Linked DNA regions of Macaca mulatta: region 2 is linked to region 1. A link is a contact called in public Hi-C data. All regions are on one chromosome and are shown on one strand. The core of a region is the stretch at or near the end of the contact, and the rest is flanking DNA. Distances in the headings are between cores, read along the strand shown.

Region 1 (4,110 bases), core at 716-3,215:
TCTTTTGCCACCTAGTCCAACCACCTTACTATCTGCTCTTTCCTGTCCATGTTTACTCTAACCCTTTCTTCCTTATGGTGGCCACTATTTCTTCTTCTGCTTGTGGATGAATAATCTGATAATCTGGAATATGTTTATGTTCAGTTGATCACTAAGTATGTCTTAATTAGCCTTCAGGTATACAGCTAAATGAACTCTCTTTTTTGTTTATTTTCCTTTTCCAAAATCATTCTGATCTCTTAAAATCTTTCATTTACATTCCATTCAGTCACCAAACCTATTTCTGAATATTATTGTCTAGATATTCTCTGAAAGATAAGATTATTTGCTTGTTTTCAACCATTCTGAGTGAAGTTCATTGTTCTTTTCTTGAGATAGTTCTTGTTTGGCAGATTATTTTCAATAGCCACATTTATTGCCTTTTTCTAGTGTTGATATTAAGTCCTTCTTACACACTCTCCTACATAAAATGTAAGATACATGTACTTGTTAAAACATGAGATTTCCCTAAAGTGCTAACTGATTTAAATTCATCACTTGTGTTTAAACGATTTTTGCTTAAAAATTATGATTCATTTTATATAAGAAGAAATAGAATTGAGTCAAAGATATGTCCTCTTGGACAAAATAATGAATCCTAGACAGATCAACACAGATTCTTATTCTGGATCAGTCATAGTCCAAATAATCTAATAGGCATTCATTTCTGTAAAATGGGTATGATAATTCTGCCTCCTTATGTGTTGTGATATTTAATTAATGATTATGTGCTTTTGAATAATGTATGCTTATAAATTAATAGGTTAGTAATTCGCATTCTCAATGTACTTTAACAAAGTACATTGGGAGCTAATTAAAAGGAATGTAATTTGTGCTTTTGGGAGGAGAAGTGTTATCTAAGTGTAAATTAGGGAGGGAAGTGGCAGTTAAATCTATACAACGTATCTATTACCACACATTTGAGGCTTAACTCTAATTACAGATTGGACATGTGAGCAAACAGCATCCGGGAGACTTCCACTCATTTCCGAAGGCCCTTCCTCACATCTATAAAAGAAGGCTATTCACTTAATAACCAAAATTATTAATACACTTTCCGTTCAGAACAAAAGGCTAAAGGGAAAAGACCTCTTTCAAAGTCAGCATATTGGCAGTATTTATTGTGCTCTTTCGTAGACATTGTTTGCCCAACAAGTGTCATGAGAAATGAAGTTTATTGTTTAGTGTTTTAGACGGAAGATAGCATTTTTGTGGATTGATAACTCCACCCAGAAAGGGCATTTGTACCTGATGGAAGAGGAAAATTCTGTAGACAGATTTGTGCCTGTCTTCAAACCTTTCACCATTTGAATAACCTCTGAGGTTAAATAGCTGGTAGACATCTGTAGGCAGAAGTAAGAGAAATGAGATCATCAAGGAACGATATCGTGCTTACAACATGTGGCGAAATGAGTGGCTCTTCACCATCTGTTATTTGTGTGTGTATTTTATTATGTAAATGTTCGTACACACTGCATTCTAAACAAAGGAACATTACTTCCACTTTGTTGGTGCTGCCAAGCTTGCGTATGTGTCCTGGAAAAAGAAAGTGGCAGACAGAAAATTCAGGGTTCATCTGGCCACTTGTGTCCCTGGTCCTTTCACCAAGAGGGTGAGAGACTCTCAGTAGGTTTGATTCCTTTTCTACATCCTGTTAACAAATACAAAGCTTCACTGTGAATGGAAAACAATGTCTCAAATACTACAGTTATGGTCCAAAGCCTCTTTTGCTGGAGTCCACGGGAAAAAGATACTAGAAGCTAGGATGCCCTGGGATGGTTCCAATGTACACTAGTGTTAAATCCAGGCTAGAAAATACATTTGGACGGAGAAAACAGGCTCTGTTCAATTTTCTCTCATCTGTTTAATTCCTGGCACATATCTCTGGGTCATGGGAAGGTTCTGGTGGGCTGCTGTCATTGTCTCCCCCAAAACAAGAGGGGTGTGTGTGTGCATGTTTGGGAGGAATGAAAGTAAGGAGATTTGGGTGACACATATTCTGGTTTAAATTTTCATAAAATTACCAATTTAAATTGAAATGTAATTATCCTAACTGGCATCTTTTTGGCAGCAGCTTAAAAAAAAATCCCTCGGCTTTACTGTACCAAGCGAAAGCCCAGAGGAGTCCTGACACTGGCCTTTAATCAAAAGCTGAAAAGACACAAAAGCTTTCAGATAATCTATGCCAAGCTATCTTGGACAGCACGGAATCGCCTGGAGCACCCTTCTGGTGGCATTTAAAACACCTGGTGCCCTTAGAAAAAAAATACATCTGTGTCTGCAATTTCTCCTTCTGTAATTCCCTTAAATCTTTCTATCTCAACCCATTCTCCTCTCTGTTAAAAGTAAAGATGCTGCAGTGACAGTAAAATAAAGCGATTTTATTTACCAAGGAAATGATACTTGTCATTGGCTATGCCTGGAGGTGACAGACTCAGGTGGCCATCTGCACAAACACTTCCTCACTGTTTATTTCATGTGGTTTAATATAATTAAACTATCATTGTGCTCATTGATTCAGCTCAAATTTTAATTTGATAATTGGGGAAAAGGTGTGCATTTGAAATGGAGGCAATTAATTGACACTTTAAATGCACTTGAACAGAAATAATTTAAGTTACACCATACTTAGTGGTGACTTATACTGTTGTGTTTATGCAAATTCTTTCATTTAGCTTCTATCATTAATGGATAGATGTAAATAATGTTACTCAGTCTAAGTCCTTTTCATACTGGCAGTCTAATTCTGAAATTTGGAAATATTTTTGCTGCCATGAAAAAAATCCCATTCATTTCACAGTCACTGGCTTTTATAAAATGAAGACATTCTAACTTTGAACAAAAATCTAATCATTCATAACTAGCTTCACACATATGCAACATAATTATGCAGATTGTCACATAATTTTGTCAATAGACAGCCTGATTCTCATTCTAACAAACACCTTGAACAAAGAAATAATGAGACTAACAAAGACATGATTTCTCAACTTGTAATACACATCTTTCCCATGATTTGAATAAAATGAAAAAAAAAACTAGTTCTAACTTATTTAATTTTTCTCCAATACCAGCTTTACTTTAATTTGTTCCAAGGAATTTATATATTTTGGTGAACTTACTGAAATTTAAAAAGGAACCATATTTATGGATAAAGCAGATTTTTTTTGTGTTAATTATCTTCCATCTGGAAACAAATATGCTTTCGTATTTTTTCAGACTTCAAGAACAAAAGCTAGTTTGTTTTAGCAACTTGCGAAATCTTCATTTTTACTAGCATTCTTTTATTCACAGAGCCTGAAGTGAATAATTTTAATCAAAACTCTGAAGCAAATTCAATTTTACAGAATATTAGCTACCACAAATTATACCTGTGGTAAATGTTGCTTAATAAGAATTATTAGTTGTTGCTACATATGCTCTGAGAAGACTTGTTCTTAATGTAAAAGGTTGACGAAAATGCTCTGTTTTCTAGATGAATGTTGATGCTCTTGTTTCAATCTATTATTCAGTAGTTTTAATATTCAGTGTAACCATGGATGAACCTAAGAAAGTTTTGGCAGGTCATTTCAGTTAAGCAACCACACTCTTCTTATTAAAGCTGGAAACCTCATTAAAATAGGCTCTGTGAAGATTTTGTAAACTCCAGCTTCAAATGAAGGTTGGCAATAATGCTCCAAAAAATCTTTCACATAAATGTGGTTCTTTTGGCACTTGAAAGACTCTGAATGTAAGAAATGCAAAAGAACATAAAAGAGGCAAAAAAATAAACAAACAGAAGAACATACAAAATGCACACATATAACACACACACTCATATACATAAACAGGTAACCCCAAACCAAATGGATTTCTCTTAACCTTTTTTCCACTGTCTACTTTCAGACATAATTTTCCAAAACCACCCTTGATAAATCATCTAATATAATAGTAATGACAGAAGAAAACTCTAATGCTAAACACAACTTTACCATACCTAATCAGTTCTTCATTACCAAGTAGAATTGAGGTCTTCTAAAAGACTGGAAAATTTTAAGGCTAGAAAGGAACTGATAGATCATCTGATTTGAT
Region 2 (4,110 bases), core at 485-2,984, 69 kb after region 1:
TAACTTTGTCTCTTCACTGTAAATTACATTTCTTCCTTTTCCACACTGCCTTTTAAACACACAAACACATATACACACCTGTGTTTCTCTGCTTGCTTCTCCTTTTTGTATCATTTAATTATACATTCTCATAGCAAGTAATTTTGCCTACCTACTATTTTAAGACACTAGTGGAAGTTCAAAGGTCAACAAGATACAAAATGTAGTCTCTGGGTGAACACAAGTTGCCTGGGGAAGCCATCCTAGAGGTGAAACAATGATCCAGTACAATATAGCAAAATGCTTGAATACAGATACAAATACAGTGCTTGGAGCACCAGGAAGAAAGTAACTAGCTCTGTCTTTTGGAATTGAAGAGTGTGTCCAAAAGACATACATCAGAACCAGATTACATATGAAAGATCAAATGGAAGGAATTAGAGAAAGAAATACATTCCAGGCAGAAGAAACACATTGTTTAAATACACCACGATAAAGTTCATTCAAATTTGCATCAATTTTGTTAATTTCCAGATGATATCATACCTTAAAGAGTGTATAAAGACTAGCTCTTTATGTTCTCTTGAGTTGAGATCAATAGAATTTGGGGACTAACATTGAGATATACATTGGGGTAGACGCATGTTTGAATTTTGTCCCAGTCTTGAATCAGCCGGCAGCTAAGAATTTTAGTGTTCTAATATCTGAAATAGTGAAAAGACTACTTCGTCAGAAGGCTCATTTTTGCGTTCACTAAATGGCACAGCTTGTAGAAGTGCAGGACACCTGAAAGGCCCTTGAAAGCTGACTTATTATTTATAAATGAAGTTGTAGCTTGGTGTAATGTGATTAGCACAGGCTTCGGAATCAAATCACCTTGGATTTAAATCTTTCTTGCACTTATTAGCTGAATCACCCAGGCAAGTTAACTCACTCCTCTGAATGTCAGTATTTCCATCTGTAAGATGAACACAATGGGGCTCAGTAGCACTGCTGGGAAGACTGAAAATACTGCATGAAGATCAGGCTGCTAGCACACTATCTAGCCCGTATCAGCTACTCAATTAATAAGCAATGAGAAAATAATACAGAAAAGAAAATTTATCCTAAATCATGAGGCAGGGAATGGGGGCAATATTACACGTATATGAGAAATGATATTCCACTTTTTAAGGAATTCACATCGCCCTGCTGCCTTTCTAAAATGATAGTTTGCAGCCCTCAACACTTCTGAGACGGCACTAACATCTATCTTCTGCATTTCACGGTTTGTTGGGAAGCCAGTGGTGAGCAGTGTGATAAATGCCAAATGGAGGGTAGACACAAAGGAAAAAGAGGTGGACAGGAAAGTGAGTTCTCGTTTTTGCCATTCTAGAACCTTCTTCCTCTATTCTCACCTTCAACAGAACAGGTTTCTGACCTGAGAATACAATGGTTATGCTATCGCTGGTTCTTCAACGTTCATCTGAGATAGATTAAAATCAGGGTGAGAATTTTCTCTTCTGTTTTCTTCCTGGAGCAGGTTCCTTTGTCTCCTGCAACCACGCTCAAGCTGAGCATGTCAGCAGCGGCAGGGGAGATTTGTGATCTGAAGCTCAGGCTTAAAGTTGTTTACTATTGAGTATATTCAAGCATCATTGCATTTTCTTCTCTCTTTAATATGTTACTGGCAGTCGGATGGCTTAAAGCATCTCTGTCCAAATGGAATCTTTTTTTGCTTTGTTCTCCCTTCCCTCTGCCTCAGACACATGGCCACCTGGCATATGCTGTGTGTTCTCTGTGCAGAGACTGCCAGCAAGCAAACAAAGCCCTTGTGGACTCGCATGGGCAGAGCAGCCATGGTGGCTGTGAATTCAGTCAAACCACTGGTCATTCGGTCACACATTCAGATCAAATGGTTTCTTTGACTGAATTAACTGTAGGAACAGTAGATCCTGTCATGTATAGACACAGAAAAAAAGGGTAGTAATTCACAAGTTTCCTTTCAATGCCCCACATCGCAGAAAGACAATTCCTTGACTACTTTGATATTTTAAAAATTCAAATTAGATAATTATTAGCCTAATGCTATCCAATTACTTTAGAATTTACAGAGAAAAGGGGGAGGGAACCAAAATAGTTGGTAGTTCCTATATTTCCTTAGAAATATCAAGGATTTTTAGAAAGCTTTGTAATAATCTATTCTAGACATAACAAGGAAATATTCAAGATTAGTATATTCCAGGAGGTAATTTCTCTGTATGTTTAAATTATAATGAAAACCATTAGGAAAGAAAAAGGAACAAGTGTGCAAATAAAAGTAGCTAACAGAATTTTTTTAAAGTGGCAGCCAACATACTTTTGTATTTCTTTTTCTCAAGGTGATACTTTATACAGCACAGTTTATTTTCCACAAAGAGAAAACATAACAAAGAAGGCATAAAAGATTCAGTATCTTAATTCCCTTGGTTTTCTAAATTTACGTTTCATCATTTGAATGACAAACAGTATTTTAGGGGGGTAACTTTAAATACACAATTGTTGCTACTTTTGCTAAGAATAATTTGTTGGCAAACATGGTATGGCTCACTATGTTTAGCATAAAACGGTGTATTTACTGTTACAATAAGAGAGTGCTTCCTCAAGCTGGCATATTTTGTTTTCCATGTTCAGTAAGATTAAACAGCAGGGGCCACTGAGCTATAAGAACCCATTGAGCTATATGCGATAGTCCCAGGTCTTCAAAAGGCACAGTGTACAGATTTGATTTTTGACTAGCCTTCATAAGATAAACCATAGACTGGTAAACTTAACATAAGTCATAGTCTTATTAACTATTCACCTGTAGTTAGATCCATTCAAAATTTGTTGATTAACTTAAATAAACCACACCCTCAACTGAGTGGCAGAGTTTCAAAATAGATAATGAAGGGCCTCATTTTCAGTAAACTTATCTGGCTTATACAAGGGAAGCAAATTAATGGTACAAGGTAACAGAGAGGAGGTGCCCAATCAATGGGTTATTTGACTGATATCTCTCTCCCTTTTCTTTCCCCTTTTCCTTGCCAGGTACCAAATTATGTGGATTATGTCTCCTAAAATTTTATGTGCTCTGAATTTCAATTATCCAAATTCAGATTGTCAAAATCATTCTTCTACACTGTTTGTATTCTATTTAATTGTTTGGTCTTAATTGGCCAGGATATCAATATCAATGTCTATAAAACTCATATAAACTATAGCAGAATCATCTATTTATCTTTTAATATATCCATATTTCCTAGAGAAAAATCATTGTATGTGAACTTCCATATTTTCCCAAGCTAACTTTTCTACTTAATTTATTATAGTTCCCTTGCCTGATACAATATGTGTGTGTGAAGACAATTTTTCAATATATTCATACTTTATTCCTTAGAGATAAAATATGAATTTTATACCTTTTAACTGGATATTCATGATCTCCAAGAATCTATTCTCTAAGGTAACTTTTCTACCTTTATTTATTGTGATTTTTTTTCTTGGCCTTATTCTCTATTCAAACCAGTTCCTCATACACAGCAAATATTTTTTTCAACTCTCTGTTACCAATCATGCAATTCCCCAAGCTAAAAGTTTTCTCCCTTCCATTTTTGTGTTTGCAAATTCTATGCATTCTTCTATGATTGGCTCAAGTGCAACGCACACCATAAAACCTTTCCTGTTTCTCCCATCTTTATATATTCTCTCTCAACTCATACCTAACTATTATTAGAGATACAGCATTTTTCACATTCTGACTTGTGTTATGACTTTATACTTGTATTTTTAATTCAATAGTTATTGTGTATTTACTGTGTGTTCAGTATTTCACTAAGAACTGGGGATATGAACATAAAAAAACCTCATATTGTCTCTGTCATCAAGAAGTTCACAAACTCGGGGTGAGACGGACATGATAATACATACAATATCATGTTGAAATGTGGTGAAAACATAGGACAACCGACTCTATATTGTAGTTAAATGGCTATATTGCTATCTGAGGCATTATGAAATATATTACAGGAAAAAGATGCTTGGACTGAGAATGAAGGATGAACAGGAGTTCACAGTGAACCACACAGGGTATACAGTGGGGTAGCACAAGACATTCCAGATGAATGGACACAT

What was found. Hi-C and Micro-C count contacts between places; a contact is called where the count stands out from the background.
Region 2: a contact with region 1 is called in a Hi-C map of fetal cortical plate, with 1.6 times the contacts expected there. The contact joins two enhancer-like sites. A contact is called at or near these places in 2 of 14 Hi-C or Micro-C datasets (fetal cortex germinal zone and fetal cortical plate).

What each region holds. Positions count from the first base shown.
Region 1 is chr3:30,878,831-30,882,940 of T2T-MMU8v2.0, forward strand. All of the region lies in intron 3 of LOC106997312 (a long non-coding RNA gene), which reads left to right. Among named protein-coding and RNA genes, the nearest start is that of MIR125B-2, 250 kb to the right of the region's middle. Within about 2 kb of position 1,966, at least 6 of the 40 cell types and tissues checked have an H3K27ac peak or open chromatin away from gene starts, as enhancers often do. A contact at or near this core is called in fetal cortex germinal zone and fetal cortical plate, where this site is marked.
Region 2 is chr3:30,947,932-30,952,041 of T2T-MMU8v2.0, forward strand. The region is part of intron 3 of LOC106997312 (a long non-coding RNA gene); the gene reads left to right. Among named protein-coding and RNA genes, the nearest start is that of MIR125B-2, 180 kb to the right of the region's middle. Within about 2 kb of position 1,735, at least 10 of the 40 cell types and tissues checked have an H3K27ac peak or open chromatin away from gene starts, as enhancers often do. A contact at or near this core is called in fetal cortex germinal zone and fetal cortical plate, where this site is marked.